3 separate regions of the Mus musculus genome follow, and all the other regions are linked to region 1. Evidence: chromatin contacts called from public HiCAR-type and HiChIP or PLAC-seq data. All regions are on one chromosome and are shown on one strand. The core of a region is the stretch at or near the end of the contact, and the rest is flanking DNA. Distances in the headings are between cores, read along the strand shown.

What was found. HiCAR-type assays count read pairs that join an accessible place to other places. HiChIP or PLAC-seq counts read pairs in DNA pulled down with a chosen protein or histone mark.
Region 2: a HiCAR-type map of astrocytes shows a contact between it and region 1, with 3 times the contacts expected there. The contact joins the promoter of Coa6 here to the promoter of Itgb1 in region 1. A contact is called at or near these places in 3 of 39 promoter capture datasets (cranial neural crest, embryonic stem cells and liver), 1 of 484 Hi-C or Micro-C datasets (uterus) and 2 of 115 datasets of contacts at active chromatin or transcription factors (astrocytes and embryonic stem cells).
Region 3: a contact with region 1 is called in an H3K27ac HiChIP or PLAC-seq map of cardiomyocytes, with 7 times the contacts expected there. The contact joins the promoter of Tarbp1 here to the promoter of Itgb1 in region 1. A contact is called at or near these places in 2 of 39 promoter capture datasets (the C10 cell line and liver) and 3 of 115 datasets of contacts at active chromatin or transcription factors (bone marrow-derived macrophages, cardiomyocytes and large pre-B cells).

Annotation. Positions count from the first base shown.
Region 1 is chr8:128,682,941-128,687,788 of GRCm38.p6, forward strand. It overlaps Itgb1 (integrin beta 1 (fibronectin receptor beta)), which reads left to right and starts at 2,714. Exons shown (of 16, transcript NM_010578.2): 1 at 2,714-3,019.
Region 2 is chr8:126,420,348-126,425,195 of GRCm38.p6, forward strand. Coa6 (cytochrome c oxidase assembly factor 6) reads left to right here and starts at 2,154. Exons shown (of 2, transcript NM_174987.4): 1 at 2,154-2,483; 2 at 4,656-4,848. The coding sequence starts at 2,340. The coding sequence ends at 4,751. Gm51604 (a long non-coding RNA gene) reads right to left here and starts at 2,023. Exons shown (of 2, transcript XR_003947620.1): 1 at 1,922-2,023.
Region 3 is chr8:126,472,322-126,477,169 of GRCm38.p6, forward strand. It overlaps Tarbp1 (TAR RNA binding protein 1), which reads right to left and starts at 2,744. Exons shown (of 30, transcript NM_001159907.1): 1 at 1,934-2,744. The coding sequence starts at 2,744. It also overlaps the pseudogene Gm6091.

The DNA.
Region 1 (4,848 bases), core at 1,464-3,963:
AAATAAGCCTTATGCCACAGCAGCTCTGTTTGCCCTGTCCCAGGGGCAGGAGCCATGTCATTCTATCCCCACCAAGGTCATGTCAGACTCAGGAACCTATTTTTATTTTGCTAATTTGGATACACAGACCAAGTGGAAAATTTGTTTTCCTTACAAGAAAATAGAGTGCTCCTCATCTTCTCTTAATAGAGATGAAGACATGGAAACACCCCGTGCATACATTGCAAGCAAGATCACATTTGCATTTCCCCTATACCCTGGTCCAAGATGGAGGGTTAGTCTACCATGATGGTTGAATTTGAGATTCTGGTGCTAGAACCAATAATGGACCCCAAGATGAGGATTGTGTGTATAGTGACTAAAGGAAGATTATTTCTATCTGGTACATGGAGAACAAGAATAATGTAGATAATGATTGTTTATGACTAGAGTCTACCAAGGAAGAAAACTTGTGGTTTGGAAAAACTGGCACATCTCATCTCTGACTGCCTCAAATATGAACTGTCTGGCATTCCAAATTCTACTACTGCTCAAACATTGTAATACATGAGCTGGATAGAAAGATAGCAAAGATATTGAGGAGAAACAAAACATGGCTGAGAGACCCACTCAGGCTGAAAAATGTATCCAAGCTTGAACTTGCTTACCTTCATGGACTCAGACTCAGTCTGTGGCTGGCAGTGGAAATCCTGACGATTGAAAGAAAATGCTCTAGCACAAAGAGAAATGCAAACAAAGAAGGATCCTGGGCAAGACAGGAATTTTTCCCTCCCTCCCTCCCTCCCTCCCTCCCTCCCTCCCTCCCTCCCTCCCTCCCTCCCTCCCTCCCTTTCCTTCAACTCGATCTATAGATGAGGCTGGCTTCAAACTGAGAGATTCTCCTGCCTCTGAGTCCTCCCAAGTGCTGGGATAAAAAAATGTAGGACAGGGGCTTTTGATGGCCCACTTGACTGTTTCTTTTTTTAAGATTTATTTATTATTATATGTAAGTACACTGTAGCTATTTTCAGACACCAGAAGAGGGCATCGGATCTCATTACGGATGGTTGTGAACCACCATGTGGTTGCTGGGATTTGAACTTAGGACCTTCAGAAGAGCAGTCAGTGCTCTTAACTGCTGAGCCCTCTCTCCAGCCCCCTACTTGATTGTTTCCTATACTTCACTCTTTTTCACGGAAAGAATTCTATTTCTACCCTTGGGTTGTTACTAAATAGCTGCAATAGCTATTGCTGGGGAGAATAACCAACAGCACAGTAAATGCTACAGTGGAGAAAGGCTTACATTTTGAAAAAGCAAGAGGCAGCTTATATTTTCTGCCAAGGTAGAACTTCAATCCTCCAGGCACAGGGTAAATGGCTGTGGGTGTAATTGGACCTCATGCTTCTGCCACTACAACTTTCTTGTTGAGATGGACTGTACCGTGTAACTGTGAGCTAAAATAAATTCTTTCATTAAGTTGCTTTGTCAGTTATTGTGCCCCAGTAGTGAGACAAGTAATTAGAACAATGTTCATGCATTTTACATAGCTAAGTAACTGCCCATCTCTTAACATTTTTATGAATTCAAGTATAGCTACATTTCTGAGCAATTATGGAACTTATTAATTTCTATTTTCTTCAAAGTTTATGACTTGTACATGTAAATTGGTATTCCTCTGACAGCTTAGGTTGAGTCCTGGGAGAGCAGCACAAACACTATTTTGTGTGTGTGTGTGTGTGTGTGTGTGTGTGTGTGTCGATCTTGTGGTAGATTGTTCCCTCCTCAAGTCACACGAATGAAAGCTCACACAGTTCAGGCCAAGCATTGATAAAGTATGTTTATAAAGCTGTTTCTTGTGCAGAGACTGGGCTAATGGTTTAACTCAAAGTGGTAAGATCAATACCTTTAAAGGCAACGAACGTCACTGAGCTTTACCGCTGGGCTGCCGATGCAGACGTAGCCTTTTAAGTTCAGTCATTTACTAATTAGAAAAACGATGCTCATTTATTAAAATTTTAGTTAAACAATACATTTGATTTGCTCATGGGCAACATATAACTTTTCCATAGTGATTAATCTTTTTTTTTTTTTTTGGCATCCCAGTTTTACTCTTCCAGAACAGAAACACTATTTCTTGGGTTCATAAACCCGGCAATGAAAGCTGTCTTTACGGCTGGGTGCCCTGCTCCTCCTGGCAGCCCACACTCTTCGGGTAAGCTGATGGCACCTGCTGTCCCACAGCTTTCAGTATGACGAGGCAAGTCCAAGTTTCAAGCTTCTCATTTAGATTTTGAGACTGGCTACTTTTCAATTCTTTTTCCAGAAAAGAGAAAGCAAGTGCGCAAACATAACATTTTTCCTTTTTGTGCTTGGCCACCCAGATAGAAAATTGAGCAAATGCGGCGCCAAGGAGCGCAGGGTGGCACAGCAAGGGTGGAGCGGGAGTCTGCAATCTTAGGGTGACGGGGCGGGTCCGAGGGCTGCCTGCAGAACACCCGATCCTTCTTGTCCCCTCAGCCCACAGAGAGGTCTGGCTCGGGATCCCAGGGACCGGACACAGACTGCGGCTGGGCTTTCCAGCCGGGCGGCCGGCGCCCTCGGTGGTTCAGCGCGGTACCCCAGGCAGAAAGGGCCGAACGACCGAGCTCCTTTGTCTGCACCCTGCCCCACCTTCCTTCTTCCTGCCGCCTCCCCCTCCTTTTCAGGCGCGGCTGACGCGGCGCGGAGGAATGCGTTTCCGGAGGGAGAGAAAAGCCGGGCAGCCCGGGAGAAAGAGCTTCGCGGCGGGGGCGGGGCGGGGCGGCTTCCTGAGGGACAGGCGGGCCGAGTCTCCGCCCACTCGCTGAAGAGCCGCCAGACCCGCGGAGCGGCCGAGGCCCGCCGACGCCACCCGAGACCAACCGAGAAGCCGAGGCCCGCCGACGCCGGCCCGAGACCCTCCGAAAGGCCGAGGTCCGCCGACACCGACCCGAGACCCTCCGAGAGGCGGAACGCGGCGGAGCCCGGGCCGCCCGCGTGTCGGGCGGACGCTGCGAAAAGGTAAGGCCGCGGGCGTGTGGACGTGCGGGCGTGGGCTCCGGGCAACTCGGGCTAACCAGGCGTGTCTCTGCGGCCTGGGCCGGGTGGAGTCCGGTTTTAGGGACCGCGGCGCTCGGCCTCGTTCGGCTGCAGCTCCCCGCCCCGCCCGGCCTTGTCCTAAGGGAGGGTCGCGAGCCCAGTCTGTCACACCGGGGCGTGGCGGGGTTCAAGGGTGGGTACGACAGGGATCTGGGTGCCGCTGACCTTAGAGGGGTTCGGTCCGTCGGTGCCCAGCGGGCGCCTTTCCCCAGCGCGGCGCGGGACCCTGGGAACCAGGCCGCAGCGCCCGTGGTCCGCGAGGCGGTGCCCACCCGGGGCCTCGTGGAGTGTGGCTGCCTACCCTTTCTCGTGCCTCCTAGTGACAGGCTGGGTTAATGACCGCGCTGATCCCGAATGCCACAGTGAATTTGAACTTTTAATTTGAAACCTAGTAATAACTAGTAATAAATTATCCTATTTCCGTTTCCTCATCTTTAAAAGAGAAAAGGAGTTCCTACACTAATTATAGTAATTCTTGTGACACGAGGGTCAGACCCAGCTCCCAGCATGTAAACTCCCAGCATGTACTGACCTCACTGCAGAACCCTGATCCTGATCCATGGTGGTATTGGGACTGCCTATCTCATTTTACAAAGGAAGAAACTGAGGTGCAGGAGTTTTAAGTAATTTGGAGAGTTCATGGGCTCACCTCCAGAGCCTATATTTGAACTTTAAGTAACCTAACTAATGTAAAATAAAGAAGGCATTTTGTGTGTGTGTGTGTATGTATATGTATGGCAAGAGGAATCCAGGGCAATGCCTCAAAAAAAAAAAAAAAAAAAAAAAAAAAGAAAAGAAAAAAAAAGAAAAGAAAAAAAAGAAAAGGACACAGTAGGTAGTGAAATGTAAAACCACAACTTAGACAACAATGCTTCATATACATTAATTACTTTTCATTGCTTTTGCTATGTTAAAAAAAATCTACAAACTTCTCAGAATGTTTTGGTAGTATTAGGAAAGTCTCCTGGATATGCCATTCCACTTGGGTATGAAGAGGATAGTATGACTTAAGGTTTTTATTTTTTAATGGTGGTTGTTGCTTGCATAGGACAGAAATAAATGTTAGATGAATTCTGATTAGATTTCTTTTTTAAATCGCACACAGCCATTACAGTAGGTCATATCCTAGATAACCTGTAGAATGGACTAAGAAATTTTAGTTTAGAGTTACCTCTTGCATACTGATGGACATCAAGGCCCGAAGGGAAGGACTGACATCAGAATCTTAATATATGATATGATATCCAAGTTTATGAGGAATTTTGATTCATTCAACCATGGTTAATGATCAGAAATGATAGAATGACAAATAGAAAACGGATGAAACACTGGCATGTTGTATATAGGCACTTGGGGAGAGTAGAAGATACTAGAACTCTAGTTTTTATGTGAGTAGAAAGCAGTTTCTAGCTTATCTGTTGAATTTACAGGCCTGCAGTTGAAGAATCTGTTGTTGAGGATATGAAGTTCAGTATTAAGATGGTTTCTTTAATTTTAATTTATAATTATTTGCATGTGGGAATGTATGCCGAGCATAGGTGGAGGTTAGAGGATACATTTGTGAGGTTTCTTCTTTTCTTCCACTATCATGTGGATTTCAGGGATTGAATTCAGGTTGCCCAGCTTGGGTAAGCATTTTCATGTGTTGAGCCATCTCACTGTTTGAGGTTGTTTCCTTTTTTTAAGGCTTTGATTTGTTTATTTTATGTGGGTGCGTATTTGCCTGCTTGTAAGTTTGCCCTGTGTGTATG
Region 2 (4,848 bases), core at 904-3,403, 2.3 Mb before region 1:
TAATTATCTTCTTGTAGATCAGCCCCAACAATGATAACCCTTCTTGGGCCTATACTTTTGGCCAGGACTCTCCTGGGCTGACTTTTGGCCAGAAAGAACATATAAGATGGTAAACACATTAAAATTTAGTAATCAAGCTCTCTATAATGGCTGCTATTATCTTTCTGTAGATCAATTACAACAATGATCAACTCTCTTGGGCCAATTACTTATTCTATTAAAACCTGGGCACACACATTCATGCAGAAAAACATAAACAAAACATGTGCATGGCTAAAAAAGTGCTTAGAAAGCAAACGCCCAGGTCTAGGAGCAGAACCCAAAGGCTTCACATTCAGTCTCTGTGTGCCCTTCCTGATCAAATCTCTCCTAGCCCTAGAGACAGTTGTGATAATCTTTGCTGCCCTTTATGGTTTTACTATTTATGTATTTATCCTTAATACTGTAGTGGATATGAGTATCTGCATTTATTGCTGTGGTTACCAGTGAGAATATCGTGAGTATCTGCATATATTGCTGTGGTTACCAGTGAAGATGTCTGTCAATATCTGCATATATTACTGTGGTTACCAGTGAGAATATCAGTATCTGCATATATTGCTATGATTACCAATGAGGAAGTCAGCATCTGCATATATTGCTGTGGTTACCAGTGAGGATGTCTGTCAGTATCTCCATAGATTGCTGTGCTAACCAATGAGGACGTCAGTATTTGCATATACTGCTGTGGTAACCAATGAGGATTCAGTATCTGCATAGACTGCTCATTTTCTCAGCAGTGTTGCATCTGTCTTGTGCACCTTTAGAGAAGGAAAGGGTTTCTATGTCTTACGGTTTGTAGGTATAGTGAATGCCTGCACTGCAACTTGTCTTTTCTGTCCATTTCATGATGCTGTTTGGGTTTGTGTAGATGAGTGGGGCTAAAAAAAAACCTTTTCAAGGCTGCATGCATGTAGTACCCCCATGCATACAAAATAATAAATTTTTAAAAATTAATTTTCAACCCCTAAATCATATTTTCTCATACAGGTCCACCAGAGTTTTGAATAGGACTTTTTTTTTTTTTTAATATATTGGCAAGACACTGGGGAACATACAATGCATAATGTCTAACACCTTCAACAAAGTCTTGGATGGCTCCCATAATCATGTACATTAATCCTTCTACAGCAAACCCTCTTAGTTAAGTGAGACATATAAAGCATTATCACACCATTTTATCCCTCTCCCTCCTCTTCCTCTCTCTTATAAATCAATGAGTTCCAAGGAGTTTGTTATTTCAGAGTTGGGGAGGTTCTGTAACTAGTACAAGTTAACAGTAGCAAGAATACAGGTAGAATTTAATTAGTAAAAGTCGAGAGGAACCTCCTGGAGGAACTATCTGGAATTTGTCTGTAGAAGGATTTTCAGTGCAAATTTAAATTTCTACTAGCACCATCTCTCTAGAAACTGTACACTTTGCTAAACTTCATTTGTTTATAAGAGCCTCACTTTCTTGTCATCTACAGAGCTAAACTTCACTACTGAAATTGCTACTGTTATTTCAGTTTCCAATGAATTCTTGATTATGACGGTCGGGAAGAGATATACAGACAGCTGTGGCTGGCTGCGAACATCACTGCTTTTATTTCCCATTTCATTCATGTCTGCTCTTGATGTACCATTATGCACAGTCATAATTGCAGCCATATCGATAAAATGAGATAAATATACGAGACAGGGTTTCTCTGTGTAGCCCTGGCTGTCCTGGAACTCACTTTGTAGACCAGGCTGGCCTCGAACTCAGAAATCTGCCTGCCTCTGCCCCGCAAGTGCTGGGATTAAAGGCGTGTGCCACCACGCCCGGATACCTTTTTATAACCTGACATTGATAAAAGGCACAGGGAACCTCTAGCATGGCCAACCTCAGCTTCACCCTCACCCAGAGTCGGCGCTCTCCGGCGAGCTATCCCCTTCTCACCACACTCTGAGAACGGAGCTTGGTGCCGGCTCGGCCGCCTCCGCCAATTCCGGGTCCCTCTTCAGCCAATCAGGGCAGCCGCAGCTACAGAGGGCGGTACCAATCAGATATTAGTTTCCGCCCATAGGCCACGCCCCTGGTGCCGGAAATTATCCGCCGGAGAAACGGACTCGGCCGGAAGTCCCGCCCTTCTATTTGCAAACGGAGGCCGGGGCAGGTCAATCGGCGGCGGGTACTTTCGCAGTGAGTTTCCCTGTGCAGTCGGTGGACCTGCGGGGCGACACCGCCGTGCGGGAACCACAGTCCACACCGCTCTCCCACGTAGGCTGAGCCCCGGTCGCATGTTGCGTGGCTTCCCGCGTGACCACTGCAGGCAGGAATGGCAGCCCCTTCCATGAAGGAAAGGCAGGCATGCTGGGGTGCGCGCGACCTGTACTGGCGCTGCCTGGACGACAACGCGGAGGACGCGGCCCGGTGCCAGAAGCTGAGGAGCTCGTTCGAGGCCAGCTGCCCCCAGCAGTGGGTAAGTCCCGCGGGGTGCAACACATCCCTGCGCGCACCCTCACCTTAGGGTGGGTTTTGAGGAGCAAGGTCACGCGTTGGAAGTCACCAGTTAGTTGGTATTACTGGAGAAAATGACAGCGCTACCAGACTCTGGAGAAGGGACCTGGTGGTACAGCGCTGTGACTTCTGCAGGCGTCCATAGCCTTTCTCACAGCTCCTCCCCTAGAGCCTGGTCATATTAAGCAGTCTGGCTCACTCAGTATTAGTTCTTCCCTCTCTTCGCCTTGTCCCAGCCTCTGTCGACTCCTATAAAGACTGAGAGGTGTGTCCAAAGACACTCGTGCATGAGAGGGTGGGGAGGAGATGGAGGATCATGGGAATGTGTTCTGAGAGAGACACTTGGATTCATTCGCTGGGATTTTAAATTCAGCCTTGGGAGGTCTTGCATCCAGATTTATGCCGCGGGAGTCATGCATCAGAGGAGAAACATTTCTCCAGGATGAAGCAGCCTCTGTAGTGGAGGATTCGAACTAAGATCCTGAAGTGTACGTGTACTCTGCTCTACAGCGGTCCTATGAGAAAGATGTGGGCATGTGCTATGCAGGGACAAGAGAACCACAGCTCAGGGTGGCTGGTGCACCCACAGGTTCGGGAGGAGAAACACCCTAAGAGGTGCTGAGTTCTGGACAAGCTGTTGTCAACACCAAAATACTGCTCTCGCTTCAAGGGCTAGTCTGTTTTGTAGCCAAATATGAGTGACTGGCTCAGGAACAGAGTATGAGGTTTTCCCCAGATACCATTTGGCAGAAGTTTTATGCAGTCTTATGGAACAGAACAAACGGTGGAAACAAAAGGTAAGTTTGTTACAGCAAAGGAAGCCTTCTGGTTGGTGGAAGCCAGTGGTCTGTTAAAACATTACAGAAGGTTTCACCTGTCACCAGGGTGTTATGTCAGTCACAGAAGAGGGCAAGGGATTAAGAGAGCTTAAGAGTAGAGAGAGCTAAAGACAGACCTGGCAGCAATCAAACCTCTCCGTAGTCACTCCCGTTCTGATCAATCAGTCCTGTAGAAGGTATGGCTTGTCCCACCCCATTTAAGTTGGGATGGAATGCCTAAATTACCTTTAAATGTAATTGTCTCTTGGGGCATTGATCCTGACAGATGTTACAATAATTTGCCACAAAATGTGAGGGATATCATATGCTTTTTAATCTTATATCCTTTATGCAACACCCATTCTAGTGCAGTTAGTTCAAGATTGACAGACAGACTGAACAGATTTATGAATACCATGTCAAATACAACAGAGGGACAGAGGCCATCAAACCAAAGGGACTTAAGGGGAGGGATGAGGCTTCAGAGGAAGCAGTGTTGTGACAGGCTTAGTGGAGCTGTATACAAACAGTTCCTTACCCACTCTGAACTGGGGTCCTGTTTCCCATGAAGTTAAAGATTGAACATCGTGTTCAGAAACTGTTTGAAACCTACACCTGGGTTGGCAGTCAGGGCTACCTTTGATACTCTGGGCCAGAGGGTGCGCCATTCAAATCTGCCTGTTATGCAAGAGAACACGATTTCTCAGTGAACAAGGCGGGGGGGGGGGGGGGTCCATTAGGGCATACACTGAAGGCTTTTAACAAGAGCAGCATTTTCTAGTCTCACAGTGCACATGTTGGGGGGGAGGGGGTGTCCTGCATTTGTCCTGTCTACAGGTGCTGGGTCAGTATCACACCCCATGAAGAGAGAGGAAGCTGTGAATAAAAACCCCAAATCTTCATAATGTGACTAGTTAGTCATTTGTCTGCCTCCCCAGATGTGTGTGCTTCTAGATAAAACAGAGTTGAGAAAAATGCCAGGGGCAATAACTTATTCGACACACTGAACCTATAGCCAGCAATCATCTGTAAAACTGAAAGTTTCCTGACCTACTAGGCCCCAGTGTGCATAAAACTGTTTCATAAGTTCCCAGGTCGTTTGGACACTAAACAGAAACACTAGTCATGAAGGATAGACTCCTGGTTCTTCAGGCTTCTTAGAAGCTGACTAGACTCCTGACTCAGGATTCCAGAATACAAACTACCATCCTGCTTCAGTATCATTGATAATGAGTAACATGCTACGTTTAAATCTGTGCTTTTGATTCCCTAAGCTGTGTAACTTGCTCTAATGTCAGGCCTTTTTATCTCCATAGATAAAATATTTTGACAAAAGAAGAGACTACTTAAAATTCAAGGAAAAATTTGAAGCAGGAGGATTCCAGTCTTCACAGTCGACTGAAAATTCCTAGGCTCTTTCTGGACTTTCACACAAGTGGAATTTACTCCTCTGGACTTGCAGAAATGATTCCAGGACAAAAGCAGCTTGAGTCACAGTGTGTATCAGCA
Region 3 (4,848 bases), core at 1,494-3,993, 2.2 Mb before region 1:
ATAAACAACCTGAAATCCTAGGCAGCAAGTCTCTGCTTATGACTGGAGGTTATAAGCTGGGCTGAGCCATGGAGGGGTCTGCTCACACACATCAGAACAGGATGCTATGTAAAATGAAAGGGGTTATCCCAAAACAGTCTGAAAACTAAAATCTAAAACTAAAATCTGGTCATAGAAACAAGAAACGCAGAGAAAAGACTGGAAACCAAAGAAATTAACCAGTGAGTGAAGGAAACATCAAAATTCTAGAAAATCTATTGAAGAAGTTTCAATGCTGGCTGGGCTTTGTCGACTCGATACTAGCCAGAGTCACCCAGGAAGAGGAAGCCTCAACTGAGAACGGCCTCTATCTGACTGGCCTGTAGGCAAGCCTCTGGGGGAAATCTCTGACTCATGATTGATGATGGATGGTCCAGCTCTCTGTGGGTGGTGCCAAACCTGGGCAGGTGGTCCTAGATTGTCTAAGAAAGTAGGCTGAGCAAGCCAATAAGCAGCACCCCTCTATCATCTCTGCATCAGTTCCTGTCTCCAGGTTCCTGCTAACTTCTCTCAGTGATGGAGTGTGACCTGAGAGAAGTGTTCTGAAATAAATCCTTTCCTCAACAAGTTTCTTTTGGCCATAGTCTCTATTCCAGCAACAGAAAAAATAACTAAGACAAACAGACAAATGGTAAGTCCCAGAGGTTCCAAGTCAAGAAGAGAGAAGGAAAAAGGAAGCAAGGGAAGAAATAACCACCTGATTACTCAAGAAAACTTCCCCAAATCAAAGCTCATTGACTTCCAGACTGTGTAGGTGCACATGGATAAAAAGGAGGTTCCAGGATGCCAGGGCCCTAAACCCCTGGTACCCTATAGAGAAGTCACAGACTGCCCTTGAGCAGGATCCAGAATTATCTCAACTTCAAAACAACAAGAGTAGCATCTCCAGCTTCTAGATGGATGGATGGAAGCCTTTAAAATGTGGATGGAAATGTCTCCCCCATAGAAGTTGGACCTGAGCAAACTATCACTCAAGCCCTAAAGACAAAACCAAGCTGTTTACAGTCCCAGCTCTGCTTTGAATGCAGGAGGCCCCAAGAGAGCATTCCTGCAGAGACAGGAAAGATGGATCACCCACAAAACCACAAATGTGCAGAGACCATGAGGAAACACAATTCCAAACTTCAGAAAGAAAGCGTCTGAATCCTGAGTTCCAGATTCAGAGAGAGCAAGCGAGAGAGACCCTGGCCCAAAAATAAAATGGAGAATAATCAAGGACAACACCTGTTGACTTTAGGCCTGGGCGCAAGCACACACGATGACTTAAGGGTTATGTTTAGAAAGCACTAACTAACCCTGCTCCTAATATTCCTAAAGGGAATGTCAAGGGATTAATATTTGATTCCGTACCTCGAGTTTCAAACATTAACTTGGGTTACACAGCACCCTTCTTTCAGTTTGATACGGATGTCAACTTTTTTTCTATCAGGATGTAAAGGCGTGGAGCAGGCTTGGTTTTACACAGAGCATGCTACCGCGTGTGCGATATCTTAACCTTCACTGGGTCCACTTTTCCCAAAGTGCAGGAGGAGGCCGGTGTAGGGTACCACATGCAAGTGTCAAATCCGCTCAGGATGAGGTGGACGCCCCTTGAAGGCTGGTTTGAGGTAGCAGAGTGTGGCTGGGGCAAAGAGATAAGTAGGTGCCAGTCTGGAGAGATGGTTCAGGGGTTAAGAGCACTTGATGTTCTTCTAGAGGACTGGAGTTTGACTCCCAACACACACATCAGGTAGTTCACAATTGCCTTTAACTCCAGCTCAAGGGGATTTGATGCCCTCCCAAGCATACGCACGTGATGCACATAAACTTACACAGGCACGCGCGCGCGCGCGCACACACACACACACACACACACACACACACAATTTTGTTTTTTAGAGAGACAAGTGGGTACCTTTTGTGTCCTGGGGGCTGCAGGAGCAGTCCACCGCCAGCTCTGCAGACACCTGTACAGCCCTCTGCAGCAGGTAGCGCGCGCGCTTTCGCGTGAGCCCGTCCTGCGCGCGGCCCAGCCCCGCCTGGACGGTTCTCCAGAAGCGGCCGCAGAGACGGGCGTCGAGATCCCCGTGGCGCTCATGGTTGGTCAGCAGCTTCTCGGCCAGTGCGCTCAGCACCAGCAGTTCTGGCCCAGTGCTGCCCTCAGCTCCCGGTCCCGCGGAGCTCAGCGCGTCCCACGCCGCACGCAGAGCCGGTTCTGCGCTCTGTGCCAGCGCGGGCAGCAGGCGCGCTCCCACGGCCGGCGGCGCGTCCCCGGCCAGCGCCAGCTCCACAGACGCGCGCCCCAGGCGACGCAGCAGCGGGGCATCCTCCGGCGCGCGTAAACACGGCGCCACGGCGGCCAGCAGCTCCACGGCTGGCGCGCTCGGCAGCTCGCGCAGCGCTTCTTCGGCCAGAGTGACTGCCAGCTCCGGTCCTGCCAGGCGCGCGCACGAGCGCAGCGCCGCACTCGCCGCTCGGAGCACGCGGGGCCTCGCAGGCCCTCCGCCCTGGGACGCGTGCAGTAAGGGCACCAGGTGGTCCCTGGCCACCTCGTGTGCCGCCTTGGCCAGCGCGCCGGCGCCCGCGCCGCGCTCCTCCAGCCGCTGCAGCACCAGGCGCAGGGTCTCCGCCCGCTCCGCACTCGCCTCCCCGCCGCACAGCGCGCCCAGCAACTCGCCGGGCTCCCGACTCTGCGTTAGAAGCGCGTCCGCCAACACCCGCTCCATTTCGCGGGGAGTAGACCTGTGCGCGTGCGCCGGCCACCCTAAGCGCGAGTGCGCGTGCGCGGCGAGAGGTTCCCACCCACACATACCCTGCCCGGCATAGGACCGCATAAGGTTCCTTCAACTTTGTTGGGAGTGTGATGCCTCCTGCCACTCACAGTTTTTAGTAAAAAGAGTTGCTGCAGACATAGTATTACACCAGTTCCGAAGTTCCCGATTGGAAATAGGCCTAGGGCCTAAATTTTCTAGCTGGCCCTAAATTCACATAGATATCCTGCAATCCCCCCAGATGGCTGCTTTTTAAAAGGGTGCATGTTAAGAGTTACCACAAAGTCTCTAAAACAATGGATCACAAATGAAATCTGGATTTATGTTTTGAAAATAAGTTATGAGAGCTGAGAAGATTGGTCAGTAGGAAAAGGGCATGTTATGAAAGCATGAACATCTGAGTTAGGATCCCATGGAGAGGTAACTACCATCCTGCGTGGTGGAGACACATCTCCCCGCCGCCCCCCCCCTCCCCGACTCCCCCGAGTCGCTGATGAGCCAGTATGGCTGAGATCAGTTCCAGGTCCAGTGAGAGAGCCTGACTCTTTTTTTTTTTTCATTAGTAGTAAACTTTAATATTGTTCACTTTGCACAAGAAAAGTGGCTCACTAAGAGCTGGGGTTCTGAGGAGAGAATGTTTAGGCATAAATGGGGGAGCTGTGAGAGGCCTGGAGCCTTGGTGAGGGTGGGGCTCTGAGACTGAAACCCAGCCACCAACAAGGAAGAAACTAGCCCCACCAGTGTCACAATGGTGGACAGCTCTGTCCTCACCTTTGGCTGAACGCGGGACCCCTAGCCACCAGGCAGGGTCTGGGCTCCAGCCTGCATTGAGGCATCTTGGCAATCAAGAAGGGAACTGAAAACGGCTTCAGCGAGTGGACGATGGATGAGCCCGTTCAAGGCACAGTGTCCATTAGGAATGATAGGCCCGCGCTCCCCCTGCTCTCTGAGAGTCCAACCTGGGTAGGAGCTGGCAGGCCCCAGGTCCCCTCAGTTGGCAGAGTTGTATTGTAGGACTTGCTGAGAGGCAAAGAGCTTCTTGACAGCCAAGGCCTCTCCCGGCTGCCCCAGCACCAGACAGTTCTCTTTGTTGTCTGACCCAGCAGCCTGGGCTGAAGACTTCTTAAAGTAGCACAGGCGGCACACGGAGTGATACTTGTCGGCTCCGCCAATCACCTCCACCTCTTTCTCCAGACCCAGCCTCTTCGTGTAGGCAGCTTCTCGGAAGCACTCCATGCACACAGCGGTGAGCTTCACCACACTCTCCGCCAGGGGCACCAGGTTCAAGATGCTGCCGAAAGCCTTCCTCTGGAAGGTCCCATCCAGTGCTGCCACAATTACTGTCTTGCCCTCGTTGGCCATCATTTCACAGAAATCCACAATGTCAGGAAAAAACTGCCCCTCATCGATGCCAATGACGGCCACACTCAAGGACTCCTGGGTCACATCGCGGAGCATGCAGGCTGGCAATGCGTCAATGGTGTTCCGATCATGTGTGGAGAAGCTGTTGCTATAGCGCGTGTCTTTGGCATACTTGATGACCAGGCACTTGTACTGGGCGATCTGGAAGCGCCGGACTCTTCTCATCAGCTCCGTGCTTTTCCCTGAGAACATGGGCCCGAAAATCACCTGAATCTGCCCCCGGGTCTTGCTGGGGGAGCTGGGCAGCACGGTGGGTAGATTGATGTAGCTCATGGCAGCTGTGCAAACTTTAGCACCGAGAGTCCGTGGGTGGGGATATTTCGCCGCACTGCACGCAGCCTGGAACATTTGCCCGCCAACAACTCAAAAAGCGAGAGCCTGACTCTTAAGAACAAGGTGGAAATCAGGGTATGGGTGACACAAACCTTTAATCCCAGCCCTGGAGAAGCTGAGGCAGGAGGATCACTGGGAATTCAAGGCCAGCCTGGTCTACAGTGTGAGTTCCAAGACAGCCAGGACTACAAAGGATGCCTTGTCTCAAACAAACAAACAAACAAACAAACACAAGGCAGAGGGCGGGGCAGGGGTGGAGTACGCCTTTAATCCCAGCACTTGGGAGGCAGAGACAGGCAAATCT